3 separate regions of the Mus musculus genome follow, and regions 2 and 3 are each linked to region 1. Evidence: chromatin contacts called from public HiChIP or PLAC-seq data. All regions are on one chromosome and are shown on one strand. Each heading gives the region's core, a stretch centred on a gene start, on an enhancer-like site or on the middle of the called end of the contact. The rest is flanking DNA. Distances are from core to core; before and after follow the strand shown. Region 1 has its middle 19 kb from the start of Mbnl1. Region 2 holds the start of Eif2a (eukaryotic translation initiation factor 2A). Region 3 holds the start of F630111L10Rik (RIKEN cDNA F630111L10 gene).

What was found. HiChIP or PLAC-seq counts read pairs in DNA pulled down with a chosen protein or histone mark.
Region 2: a contact with region 1 is called in an H3K4me3 HiChIP or PLAC-seq map of pro-B cells, with 5 times the contacts expected there. The contact joins the promoter of Eif2a here to the enhancer-like site in region 1. A contact is called at or near these places in 4 of 39 promoter capture datasets (the C10 cell line, the HPC-7 cell line, liver and 1 more) and 4 of 115 datasets of contacts at active chromatin or transcription factors (large pre-B cells, pro-B cells, regulatory T cell precursor and 1 more).
Region 3: an H3K4me3 HiChIP or PLAC-seq map of bone marrow-derived macrophages shows a contact between it and region 1, with 6 times the contacts expected there. The contact joins the promoter of F630111L10Rik here to the enhancer-like site in region 1. A contact is called at or near these places in 6 of 39 promoter capture datasets (the 3T3-L1 cell line, the C10 cell line, the HPC-7 cell line and 2 more) and 2 of 115 datasets of contacts at active chromatin or transcription factors (the 230-238 cell line and bone marrow-derived macrophages).

The regions. Positions count from the first base shown.
Region 1 is chr3:60,479,919-60,484,497 of GRCm38.p6, reverse strand. It overlaps a transcript of Mbnl1 not described here. Among named protein-coding and RNA genes, the nearest start is that of Mbnl1, 19 kb to the left of the region's middle. Within about 2 kb of position 2,582, at least 97 of the 459 cell types and tissues checked have an H3K27ac peak or open chromatin away from gene starts, as enhancers often do. A contact at or near this core is called in the 230-238 cell line, bone marrow-derived macrophages, pre-B cells and 3 more, where this site is marked.
Region 2 is chr3:58,523,195-58,527,773 of GRCm38.p6, reverse strand. It overlaps Eif2a (eukaryotic translation initiation factor 2A), which reads right to left and starts at 1,953. Exons shown (of 14, transcript NM_001005509.2): 1 at 1,688-1,953. The coding sequence starts at 1,715. It overlaps Serp1 (stress-associated endoplasmic reticulum protein 1), which reads left to right and starts at 1,890. Exons shown (of 3, transcript NM_030685.3): 1 at 1,890-2,364; 2 at 2,616-2,691; 3 at 3,906-4,579. The coding sequence starts at 2,281. The coding sequence ends at 3,946.
Region 3 is chr3:59,151,411-59,155,989 of GRCm38.p6, reverse strand. F630111L10Rik (RIKEN cDNA F630111L10 gene) reads left to right here and starts at 2,362. Exons shown (of 1, transcript NR_045641.1): 1 at 2,362-4,579. The region is part of intron 15 of Med12l (mediator complex subunit 12-like); the gene reads right to left. It also overlaps a transcript of P2ry14 not described here.

The DNA.
Region 1 (4,579 bases), core at 1,333-3,832:
ACTATGGAAGACAGAAATCCACCTCAGGATTCTTCTTCAGGTATCACCTACCTTTTTTGTTTTATTTTGGTTTTACACACAGTCTACTACTGACCAGGAATTTGCCAGGAAGCTAGACTGGCTGTCCAGTGAGGCCCCAGCAATCCTCCCGTTTCCATCAGCCCAGTGCTGGAATTAGAGATGTGAGCTGCTATACCTGGCTCTGGGGCTCCAGCTCAGATCCAGCTTGCACAGCAAGGACTTTAACCACCAAGGACGTCCCCAGCCTGAACCTTTGTCCTCTGCTCCCTTGCTGACTGATATTGGGCTGCAAGCCAACTAAGAGCATACTTTTCAATAATGTATTCAATAGTTCCTCAGCAGTTCACATCTCTGAACCCATGGTCCTTAGAAGTTCGCTCCAACTAATGATGACGTAAAGACAACCATTTAGATTGTTTACTCTCTTGGAATAATTTTAACAATCAGAGGAAATTTATAATAACTACTTATGAAAAAGGTGCGCTGGTACTTCTAGGGTTCAATAGTCACTGATGCTCTGGAAGGAGCAAATGAGGGCACATCAGAGAATTTGTTTCTGCAGGCTGGAAAATAGCCTTTTCTACTTTATTTGCATACAGAAATTAAGGATCATGATGGCTGTCACTGGATACCTGTATCCATATGTTCAAATGGCTAGGGCAATATACTCAATTACCCCTTTAAAGGTTTCTTCTCAAAAATCTTAATCTAATAAATTTAAATAATTTTTGAACCCTTTACACTTTTTATCAAACTTGACCTATTACAGAAATGAAAGGGCAAAAATATGTAGTTAACCTCTGAAGGTAAACCTGTCTTGTCTGCAATTCATCTAATATAATAATTTATCTCCAAGGAAACTTCTGACCTGGGCAGTAATTACCTCTGCTTTTCACACAGCAGTATTCTCTGCCCTGTGTTAATCAGAGATAATGGATCTCTCTGTGCATTTCTGCCCCCAATTCACACATGTGCATATCATTGCCAATGGTTTCTCACACTGAACAACTTTGTCTCTTGGCCTCCAATCTATATGACTCAACCATTTCTGAATATCAGTTCAAGACCCTTCTTTCCCATGACACACTGAGACATAAACCACATTCCTCATTCTGATATGTCAAATTCAGTTCAGTCCTGCCCTGAGCCTAGCAATGACCCTTCTTTGACCTTCTCATTGCCTTGAATATCATCCCTCTAAAGAAGCAATCTTGAGAAACCACACAAAAGAAAAGCCCTTATTCTTTGTCTCCATTATATAACTGCTCAATGGCCTGGGCATAGTTACCATCATAAGAAACTTCCAGAAAGGGCTTTACTTACCATTTTATCCATTGCTTCTTCCATTTAGACTGTGGGCACCTCGAGGGTGAAAACTTGGTCTAAGTTATCACTGCCTCTCTGGCTTTAGAACCATGCCCAAGCCACAGGCTTTAATACACAAGAACACGGAGATACTCATTTCAAAAATGGTAATTAAAGCTTCTCACTAGATTTAAAGTCTTCTCATACAGCATTTAGTGTCACATCACAACTTTCTGGGTAGGAGAATACAGTGTGTGAAAATGGCTCCACATGGCTCCATATCTAAATCATGGAATTTTGGAGTTGCTTCTCACTTCGTTGACTATTCTTTGAAATTTCCTGATCTTGTCTTAACCGATCACCTTATCTAGATGCAAACTTTTCTGCATATCATTAAATGATGCCAGGAATTGTCCTTGTGATTATAATGTAATTATATTATATAGAGTGTCATTCTCCAGAGAGCCTTCAGTGTGTCATTGCTGCAGTCTGTGCACAGTGCTCACCTATTTGAGTTTTTTCTAAGTCAGAGCTGCACCATGAACATGAGCATCCTTGCCTGCATCCAAGCCATAAGTTGGCCTGCTTTCCTTATCAAAAACTAAGTAGTACAGGTAGATGCAACTTGGAGATAAACACATCATGATCACATTTTGTGACTTTATCCACCTATCCTCTCTCTGAGTTTGTATGTTTTTCTTATTTATAAAAAATCTGAATAGCTCTGGTTTTACGGAATTATTGAGGCTATTAAAGCACCTGAAAAATAACGGCACACAAAAAAAGTTCAGTACATCACCATAATCTAGTCAGCATTTTGAGGGTGGTAGTCTTAAGAGCCAAGGCATGTGTTTATATCTTTCTATTTTATATTCTGAATACACCATCCAGTCAGTTTCCCTAGAGTAGCTCGGTAGCCAACCTCAAGATCAAAACTAGTCCAGGAAGTATTGCAAAACAGCATGCTTAGTTAGGAAAGTGTTCTGACAGAGATAGACTTAAGGACAGCCATGACCTCTAACTGTCAAAGAAGAGTGTCCCATGAATTTCTTGGTGGTAGGGTGGAGGAATGAATTGAAGACAGCGGAAAAACAACACAAAGTATTCCCCCCACTTCAGGATTCTGAAATGCTAGTGGCAGACATTTTTGAACTTGTCTGTTTTTAGCTTAGTGGAAAAGAGCCAACACAGGATGACAGAGAGAGGGAGGGGAGAAGAAAAGAAGATCTTGGTCTACTTACTGTCTTCTGGGACCACAGTTTGGTTTCAGTTCCTTTGACTCAACAAGAACAGTTTCTCCACCTGACAACTGCATGGGGTACAGCCAAGGCTTCTCTCAGGCAGCCATGAGACCCAGCTAGTTTTATTTTGTGTCTTTGATTTGTATATGCAGTTCAGAATTGGTTAAATGTTTGACTTTGGCCATCATTTACTTATTGAGCATGAATTATGTACTGGCCAATGTACTAAAAACAAAAGGCACAGCATAAACAACCAAGGAACTTGGAGTCTGTTAAGAAGAACATACAGGAAAGAGCAGAATTTTAAAAATAGGTCAAAATCAGCCATGGTGGTCCATTCTTTAGTCTCAGCACTTAAGACGTTGAGGCAAGTGGATCTCTGAATTTGAACCCAGCCTGGTCTACATAAGTGAGTTTCAGTCTGACAGTCCTAAACGAGACTCTGTTTGAAAAACAAAATAAACTTTATATGCCCCAGTACAGGGGAACGCCAGGGCCAAAAAGGGGGAGTGGGTGGGTAGGGGAGTGGGGGTGGATGGGTATGGGGGTCTTTTGGTATAGCATTGGAAATGTAAATGAGCTAAATACCTAATAAAAATGGAAAAATAATTCATTATAAAAAAAGAAAAAGAAAATAAAAAGCAAAAAGCAAAAATAATATGTGCTATTAAGAATAGTAAAGAGGAAGGAAGCAAAGAAGTGAGGGAGAGACAGAGGGAGGCATGGAAGAAGGGAGGGGGAGATGGAGGGAGGAATGGAAAGGAGATTCCAGTGGCATGCACACACTGCAACTGTATTTCCGGCAGTTGGGAGGCTGAGGTAGGCGCAGCATCAGTTGTATGCCAGTCTGAGCTTCATATTGTGACCCAGTCTCAAGGAAACATCAAAAAATGAAAACAGAAAGAAGTGGTAGAAAGCTCCTAGGCAGTCTACTGCAATTAAATATGTAGATAGTAATGAGGAGAGACAAGGCCTAGGGACATGTTGAGTTGAGATATGAATAAACTATTGTGTCACAGTGTACGGGAAGAGTATGCTAGAGAAAGAGAAATGAGTATGAGGGGAAAAGAGAGAAAACCTGGGTCAGTAATGAGCTTGGAATATGCTGTAGCAAAAATGAAGACTAGGGCCAGGAGATAGGGAGAGTAAGTTTGAGAAAAGACATGCATGTAGAGATCAAGGCACAGCCACATCTAGGATATTGGATCTCTTCCTAATTAAAATGGAAAACATTTAGAGAATTTCTGAGAAGAGAGCAATATGGTGTAATCTGCAAATGATCAGGCTATTCTGGCAGGCACACAAGAGTGAGAAGAGTTTCTTAGAAGGCTGCAAGAGCAAAGACCACAGCGTGGTATGCTTTGCAGAGGGTGTGGAAGAAGAACCTTTCCACACTTGCTTTGGACCGAGTTCATATTCTTGCTGATAGGTGGAAAACAGCTAAGGGTAAGGGCATCCATCAACTGAGGAACTGGGAAAAGGGTGCTGATTAGTGATCACTATAGTAGATGAAGCAGAAAGAGTTGTGGAAAGGGAAAGGTTGGGTCTAGGAGGATGTTGGAATTTTGACTTCTGTTAACATCTGACTACAACAGTTAGTAGTCATTCCGACACATGAATCCAGACATTGGTAGACAGTTCAGGAAATATAGTTTTCATGTTATTTCAAATTAATAGAAAATTAAAGAAAGAGAAATGAACACATGCAAAAAACAAAAACAAAAACAAAACCATCTGAGCTTGGGAAACTAGAAAGGTCAAGGCTAGATTTTTGAAGAGAAGAAGCAAGGCATTTACTTCAGACTTCAGTTAGTGAATGGACAGAAACTGAAAAATGTATTTTGTGTTCCTAACACAAGCATTGGAGTATGTTTGTAGCTGCAAATTTGTGTGAGTAGACTATAATGAAGTCTTATTAAAGGGATGTTCTAGTATTACATATAAGATAACAGATTTTTCACTGTGTATAGAATGTACAGATTCATGGTTTCTATTTTTCTTCCTTACAGAAT
Region 2 (4,579 bases), core at 704-3,203, 2.0 Mb after region 1:
TGTTTAGTGTCTACTATTTAGTAGGTTCTGCATTAGGTACTGAAAAGGCAAGGATGAATAAGACTTTACCCCAAACATCATAATTTAGCAGTCTAGCAGGGAAGGAAAATAGTTGAACAAATAGAGCATTTCCTTTGTGATACATAAAAAAAAGAGTGAAAAATAGCTCAGAAAGCGACCGTGCCCGTGCAGAAAGTGTGGTAAATTGCTTGGAAGTAGCTTGCCAAGTCAACAGAAAGAAGAGGATAATTCTGAAGAAGAACTTAAAGGGCTTTAACAACTCAGTACTGATGGAACACAAAATAAGCCGCGATGCCAATGCAGTAAGGTTAGTGCCACTAAGATTATAGTGATCCGTATGCTGGGCTGAACAGGATGGACTTCACACTGTCTCAAAAGGGCAGAACTTCAATCCCTTTTTAATGTACTAATTTTTAGGTCGAATTCAAATATTCATTTAGTAGTAAAGCTTTTAAGTAACAGAGAAGCAATTTATTGAATTACATAATTATGCCATTTAAATAGTGTCAGGGGGCTGGAGGATGGCTCAGCATTAAGAGTACTTGCTTCTCTTAAGAAGAAATAAATAGAGTTCTCAGCACTCATCTAAGGTGAGGCTCACAACTCTAACTCCAGCCCCAGGGAAGCCCACACCCTCTTCTGGGCCTCTTAAGGCCTGTACTCCTGTGCACACGCTCAGATACAGACGCATAAATAAATAAATAAATAATCTAAACAAAAGAAAACAATCTCAACTATCTGGCAGTGTTTAGAAGATTGCAACTAGCACCTCATAACTATCTGGCGAATAAATTATGATAGTCTATCTGAACAGGATAAGCATGGCTCTTAAAAATGTATATTCCTAGACTGGCAGAAGTATAAAAGCTTTGCCGTGTCTCAGGAGGACATAACTTCCAATTCTCAAAAATAAGACATTCGTCCTAATGATGCTATCTTTCTTCTTACATTGTTATCAACGATTTTTTTCTTTCCCACTTCTTTTCTACTTGAATCTTTTGTTTATTCAAACTTACATACCCAAGCCATAACATAGTATAGCACCTTTCCCAGTGTTGTCCAAGTTTGTTGTTGTTGTTTAAGCACCACAATATGTGTCAGCTTTAAATTCCTAGCGTCTTCTCATGTTCTACTTCTTAAATACTGTCTCACAGCTGTTTCAATCGAAAACATTAGACTATCATTATCCTGCTCACTGTCGCCACCTTAAGCCACATCTTCAGCATGAAACCTAACCTACACTAGCAATGTCTTGCTCCCTATCAACTCCCACAAACCTCATAACAATAAGGGAGCATATAATTTTTAATAATACTTAAGTTCAGATGAATTCGGTGTGAAGAGTCTTGTTTCTTCTATTAAGAAGGGTCCAAGCAACACCCGGCATTGCAGACCACAGGTCACACATCAAACTAATACTTTCTGTTACCTGTCTATTCCTATGGAAGATGAAGAACGATGGATGGATAACTGGGAGGAGGGACTACTGGGGACGGAGACTTCACTTCCCATTGGGATGCTATTACCAAATAAACTAAAAGACAGTTTGGTCCTTCCAGGAGGAAAGGCAAGACGGACTTCCAAGGCTTGCTAAGGAATTCTCCAGCGCGAAGACACAGAAAGAAATCACCGTAAAGGAAGAGTCTCTCGCTCTTTTGGAACTCACCTGTCAACAGCGGTGTGGACGGCGCCATCTTGTCCCGGAAAGAGAAACCCACGCGCTGGGGTGAGAGTTCAAGAAAGGCCGAACCCGGCCTCTACACGTCTCCCCAAGCGCAAAGTCTGCGAGTCGGTGTTTCCGGCGCCGCCAGCCTCGGGGCCAATCCACGTCTGGTTCCCGAGCGCGCACGCGCAGCTCTGGCTCCTCGTTTTCCGGAGCGGGGAAGAGCCTGGCTGCGGTGGCGGCCGGCGCTCGCCCTCCCTCTCCGGAGCGGGCGGAGTCCACACTTCCGCGGGGCGGGGTCTGCCCAGTGCTGACGTTGGCAGCCGAACCCGAACTAGTTCGAGGTTGCCGGTTGCACTGTCCGGTGGTTGGACTCTTGCCTCTCGGCCCTGCGGCCCGCTCTCCCCGGCACGCCGCCCCAAAGGCTGCTCAGACCGCCGCGATCGGCGGCTGCCGGTGTTCCAGCGCTCCGCGTCCCGGCCCAGTGGCTGTAGACGGCGTAGGCACCGCGATCAGAGCCGAGCCTCCCTCCCGGTGGCCCGGGACCGGCGAGCGAGCGAGTCCGAGAGGTTCTTGGGGCAGGTGGCGCTGCGAAAATGGTCGCCAAGCAGAGGATCCGTATGGCCAACGAGAAGCACAGCAAGAACATAACTCAGCGCGGCAACGTCGCTAAGACCTCGGTAAGGGAAAGTGGGCACCCCGCTCCATGTCGTGGCCGGGAGCCGAGGCCCGCGCCCCGCGCCCGGCCGGGGCCGCGGCGAGTTCTCCCCAGACCCGCCTGACTCCGGACTCCCGCTGCGGTGGAATCTGGGGTGGGGGGAGAGATCTGTGAGTCGGCCGGCCGGCCACCTGGCCTGGGGTGCAGGCCTTGGGAGCCCGGGATCCGAGAGTGCTTTCTCTGCATTTGAAACCGGGTTTTTTCTTTTTGCAGAGAAATGCCCCCGAAGAAAAGGCGTCGGTAGGACCCTGGTTATTGGCCCTCTTCATTTTTGTTGTCTGTGGCTCTGGTAAGTGTTTGGGGGGCTCTCGCGGTTTGGAATGACGTGGATGAGTGGCGAGTCCTACCTACCCGCGTGGTTCTCAACCCACCTGCTAAGAGAATTGTTTCTAGTGAACTGGATAACTTGTACCACAGAGGGTGGTGCCCCAGAAATTTCTCTTACCTTGATTTATGCTCATTGAAGATCAAAAAGAGAGAGAGAGAGAAATTAGATCTTCCTAATGATCCCTTAGAAGAAATTAAGCACCAAATATCTCTGATTTGCATTGTAACTTTATTATCGATAGTGTTGCAAAAAACTTAGCGAACATCGTGAACATCTGGATACTAGAACAGGACTGAACGATACCAGTACCTAAGGTCTCTATGTCAAAAACTAAGTATATAAAGTAAGGGTAGTACAAAGAATTGATTTTCTGTAGAGGAAACATACCTGCTGGGATATTTAATGTATGAGACAAGTGTTTTCAGGTAAGATTAGTTATTAAGACAGCCTGGTTTTAAGATGATAGACTCTTGCCCCTGCGGATGGATGTATTACAGACTGTCCTCCTGCTCTGCCTGCTGCTTTAATAGACAAGCTGCTGTTATTGAGACAGATGCTTTTATTTGCCGCATTCTACAGTTCCTGAGATTTTCATTTAACATTTCACTTTGCCTTTTTTCTAAACTTAACAACCGGAAGCTTTCTTGATATGTGGCCAAGAGCCAACCAGTTTATGTAACACAAAAAGATTATTGAATTTCAGCTGTGTGAGAATGAAGAAATGTGCATGTGTTAGGAAACCAGGCCTTTAAGGATATGTTGGAAATAAATTAATAGTAGGAAAAACGTGTTTGTTTTGGTGCTTTCAAGTTATTGCTAAAATAATTTCACATCTGGAATATCTCTTGTACATCTTATAGGTAAAAGTCAAGGAGCTGCAATTAAGGAAATAATTTGAGTTCGATGTGAAGCTCAGCTGCAGCGTATTTACCTATCATGCATCAGGCCCTCCCCGGGTCCCATCCCCAGTACCACGAGATAATAATCACTTCAAGGCATTGAATTGTTTAATTATGATAAACCTGCTTCACTTTTTTATTAGCGTAAAGTTAGATTAGCATTTGTAACTGACTGTACGATCACGCTGGAGTCTGCAGCTGCTGTAAATAGATGACTTTTAGTTGAGAGGCCTGTTTTCTTCAACTTGTTTTAATATTTGCTCTTTCTCTTCACAGCAATTTTCCAGATTATTCAAAGTATCAGGATGGGCATGTGAAGTGACTGACCTTGAGATCTTTCCATTCTCCTGTGAATTTTAACTTGAACTCATTCCTGATGTTCGATGCCCTAGTTAAAAACCATTGAGTAAATCGGCCTGCCTCAGAATGACTTTTCATATCCGCCTTCATGTGTCATTCCAAGGTGTCTTCAAGAGTCATTCCAGGTTTGCTAGTCCATGCCACAGTGCCTTGCAAAAGCACCACATGAATAAAGCAATAAAATTTGATTATTAAGTTCCAGTAGTAGACCATACTTATTCAGTACAGAATGAGTTTTATATGGTTATTAAAACATGACTAATTAGATTAAATCTGTGTAGACAGGGTATAGATTTTGTTAACCCTAATGTGTAAATGCAATTAGCTTAAATTTTGGAATCTTATGGTTTTCTATAGCTATGCCCTTTTTACTCTTGAATTGGAAAGCACACTCCATTATAGGGACATGTAACTGTCCTATAATAAGGTGCTTTTAAATGGTCACCTACACGGCTTAGTTTTACCACAATCATTGTCACCTAAAACTTTTTAAAAGCTTCTAGGGCATATTGTAAGTAAAGATGCTTACAGCTGCATCTGTTTCTAATGATAATGTTTCTGTTACACAGCCTTGAATTTTGCATGAGTAA
Region 3 (4,579 bases), core at 1,113-3,612, 1.3 Mb after region 1:
TCCTATCATCCTTGTCCCACTGCGCCCACCAAAACTGTGCAACACATTATCAACTGGCGACTCACAGTTGATACTTTTCCTATATACAGTGCATTAGTTAGGCTGGTGTTCCAGCCCCCAAGCTGTTAGGATGACATGGGTATGCAAAGTACTGAAAATGGACTCTGATAAGTAAAATCAGACATGTAGAAAAGTAAGGCCAGAACATGGACTCCAGGATGCTGTGATTCAAATACTAATTCTAGGAGCTGTGAAACTGGGTGAGGGATGGAAGAGCTGTAGAGGGTTGCTAGTAAAACACTAAGAGCTTAGAGTAGTGTATGCAGAAAGAACTCAGTGTTCTCAATTCCTCTGGCTCAAGGAAACAGGAGGCAGAGAGGGAAACTCGCAAGCTCTGTGAGGAGGCGGACCCCATGTATAGAATGCCTGCACTCCACTCGACTCCCTTGCTTCCAAGGATCTACCCCTCATTTTTGCTGCGAATGACAGGGAAAACTAAATAGCTCCAGTTCAAAGAAAACACAATGCCAGGGCTGGTGAGATGGCTCAGTGGGTAAGAGCACCCGACTGCTCTTCCGAAGGTCCAGAGTTCAAATCCCAGCAACCACATGGTGGCTCACAACCATCTGTAACAAGATCTGATGCCCTCTTCTGGAGTGTCTGAAGACAACTACAGTGTACTTACATATAATAAATAAATAAATCTAAAAAAAAAAAAAAAAAAAAAAAACACAATGCCCTTCCCCACTGCACTCTTTATCAGGTATGAGGAACACTCCAGAGGAAGGTCAGGAAGGCACACGGGTACCAGAATGTAAGTGGGTGCTCATCAGACCATTGCAGTAAGCAGCATCTCACGCAATAAACCAGGGACATCTGGAGAGCTGTTGCCTGGAGACCATTAATGTCAAATCACCCTTTTAACCACAAAATGCTTACATGTGGGAGACTCTGCAATGTTCCCTGGTAGTAACTTCAATGCAGCTGATTATAAGATATCTCTCTCTCTCTCTCTCTCTCTCTCTCTCTCTCTCTCTCTCTCTCTCTCTCTCTCTCTCTCTCTCTCTTTCTATCAGAGCCAAGTAATGAGCTTCCCTCAACTAGCTCTGGTCACAAATGCCCAAGTCATAAGATGTGTAGTGATTAGGCTTGCACATGATACACAAAATAAAAATCTATACTTCTTAAGGAAAAAAATATGTGTGTCCTGGTTGCTTTTCCATTCTCAGTGTCCAGAACACTGCCTACTGCTTAGTAAGTACAGTGAATCGAAACAGTGCTTTCTGTGCAGGTGACGTAACTGTAAACGCCTAGGTTAAAATGTTAAGGCAAAAATCAATTGTAAACATAAGCTCTTAGAGCTTAATTTAGGCAACAGAACCTGAGTGAGCACATAGGAAATGTAGGAGCCTTTGGTTATCTCTCTCTTGGAGCCCCATCCACTGTTGGGGTTTCTTTTTCCTGCTCCCTTCACTCAGCATGAATGGAAGAGGGGGGTGGTCAAAGGAAAAGGATGGAAATACAAGAACTCCACAAAGAACTTTTTAGAACAGTATTAGTTACCTTTGAGTCATTTCCATATGTTCTATACCATGTATTGTTATATCATTATACATTTATGTTAAGTATTATGAGAAATCTAGAGATGATTTAAGGCACTTATGGAAGAATAAGTATAGGTTAAATGCGAATATATCACTTTTTATAAATGACTTCCTATAAGTGTAAATCTCCAGATGACGAGAGCAGCTGCGGATTTTGTTATCACGCCAAGGGAGTTCAGGAATCAGTCCTGCCATGAACACAAAGGCTGCTGTATGCAGTGCAGTGGGAAGGATATAGAACTTTAAAAACTATCACTACAGAAGCTGGAATGAACTTAAAATATGAGTTATAGCATGAACAATACAAACTTACCAAAATTTTAACAAGTGATGTGTTCATCTATACTTATGAGCTACTTGCCAGCAATAATTAAATATTTTTTTTAAATGTGGAAAAAAGAGACCAACAACAGCCCTTATGCCAAAATTCACTACCCAAGTGCTAACTCAAATTCCTAGGTAGCTCTAATACCGCCACACTCCTGAACCTGCTGTTCTCTATCACTAATAATCTCCTCTTAGGAAAGTGTGTGGCTCTTCTTGTTCCCCATTGCTTACTGCATTGAACTGTCAATGGTGAGGTTTACAGAGGAAAATCCCTGTGAGTGATAAGGAAGCAAAGGAAAAAGTAGGGAGAAGAAAAAGATGATGTGGGGGAGGGCAGGGAGATTTGGTCAGGCTGCTGTTTGTATGACTCATGGAGGGAACCAGCGGAGGACAGCCTGACACTCACGCAGATCAAAACATCTAGCCATGCCCTGCTTCCACTTTCTAGCCTTGACTGCATTCTAACTGCTCAGATGCAGTGCCCAGCCAACCCATTATCTCGTGGCTTCTGTCAAGTTCCTGATTTTTCTTCTCTTCTTGAAGATGAGGAAGAACTCGGCTTAAGTGTCCTCTGGAACCTACACTGAGACATATTCCAACATGAGTGTAGTCTGACGTGCACTACAGGAGCCATAAGCAGGTAAGGAGATTCTTCATGAAATAACCTGGGTGTGTGGATGGAAGGGTTAGGTCTGAACTGGGTTACACTGGGCAATCTTCATGTTTTACCAGTAGAGTCAGTTTGTGTTTAAAAATGGCAATTGTTTGGCACGTTAAGTATTTGTCGATGGCAATTTGGGGGTCCAAACCTTAAGTGCTCTAATTGATTATTTGGGGCTCCCAGCTGGGTTTAACGTGTCTGTAGTAATTCAAAAGAAACTTTCACAAGTGTCCATCTTGGACATTTCTACCGTGTGAAAGGACACAGAGATGGTTCTCAAAAGTAAGTTCACTGCCGTATTTCTTCTTTCAAAATTTCTCATTACGTACGAATAGTTTCTCCTTTTCTGCCACTGCACACATACACATATAACAAAACTGTGTCTGTTTGAACGCATAGTTACACAGAGAGGAGCTTTTAGCTTGGTCTTGCTGGGAAAGTTAATCCTAATTGCATCTAATAAAATTTGTATTTATTCTTAAGGAAGCTTAAAAACCATATATCTTCATATCCTATACATAGCAAAAATTTACATTCATTAGAAACTTAGTTTATAAATAATCAGTTAAACTCCTTAAAATGCTTGAACTAGTTTCAATTCAACACGTAGGGCGGAGCATGGATCTAGTGTCAGTGCACTCAGTGAGCCCATGCAAGCCACCTAGATTGTTTTGTTTACTGCTGAGTTTTTGGAAGGTTTTTTTTTTTTTTTCTTTTTTTTGGTTGGTTGGTTGGTTGGTTGGTTTTTGCTTGTTTTGTTTTAGGAAATTTAATCCTATGGAGGAAATAAGAGTAAAAAAAAACAACTTACACGTTTATCTTTTTTTAAATATACAAAATCAAAAATACATTTCAAGACTAAATCATCTAAATCCTAACTTGAAATATCAAAGTAACATTTTAAGTTCTATAAACACATAAAACCTTATACTTTAATAAAACTTATAAATACATACAAGCACACGTGTACAGTTTCACATGTGTAGATGTACATATAGCACACATGGTTATACCTGTTAAACCCAAAGAAGAAGAGAGGAAACACCAAGCTGCTCAGAGCTTCAGTCAGGGGAATCGGGCAGCCTGTGGGAAGTGAGCTACCATTTGCTGCCCTGTAGCAGCAGCAAGAGGAGGAAGCAGGACCCGAAGCCCTGAGCGGCTACCTGAAGGCAACAGAGCTGACCCTATCAGGATCTAAATCCCCTGCATGCTATGAGGCCGGCCCTGCCGCTGGTGCCCACAGACAAACGATTTCAATCTGCTTTACCCTGCGATGGCTTCACTTGCTTCCTGTTCTGCCTCATAATCTACCAGTTATCCACGGGTCACCACGCCCTCCCACGCTCCTCCATCCACCCTTAGTCATGTATTTTTAGGATGTTTTGTTTTTTTCACTAAATTATCACTGACAACTTTCAAAAAAATTATCATCATAGCGAGGACACAGTAGTAAGGAGAAACATCTCTCAAAGTAGTCGTAAAAAGGGACAAATAGTTAATGTTAGTACCACAAGGTACTAAGTACTAGGTACTAAGTAACATCCTGAGTACCTGATCCACCAAGCTCCCTAAACCTCATGCCGGTTTTCAATGCCACAAAGCATTAATCCAGATAATATCTGTGAAGTCATTAACAGCCTAATATATGAAGGAAGTATAAAGTAAATGAGGGATAACACTCCTGTTTTCAATGTTCTCATAGAGATCAGGATCATTGGGAAAACGACCATTATACAACAGATCATTAGAACACATAGCCCATGGGTCGGCATGTCATCCCACCTAGCGATTAATGGTAATACCTCTACAGGATTTTCAGTTCTTTTTAATATTCATGTACAAGGCAATCCCTGATGAAGCTGGAATAGGTGATTTGAGATTCACTTACTCACGAGTTATACTGACATTTGCATGTGTGGCCTACTAATAGGTTGCCTAGAAGGTTGTCATTCAATCTACCCTACCTGGTAAATAAACAAATGCTTAA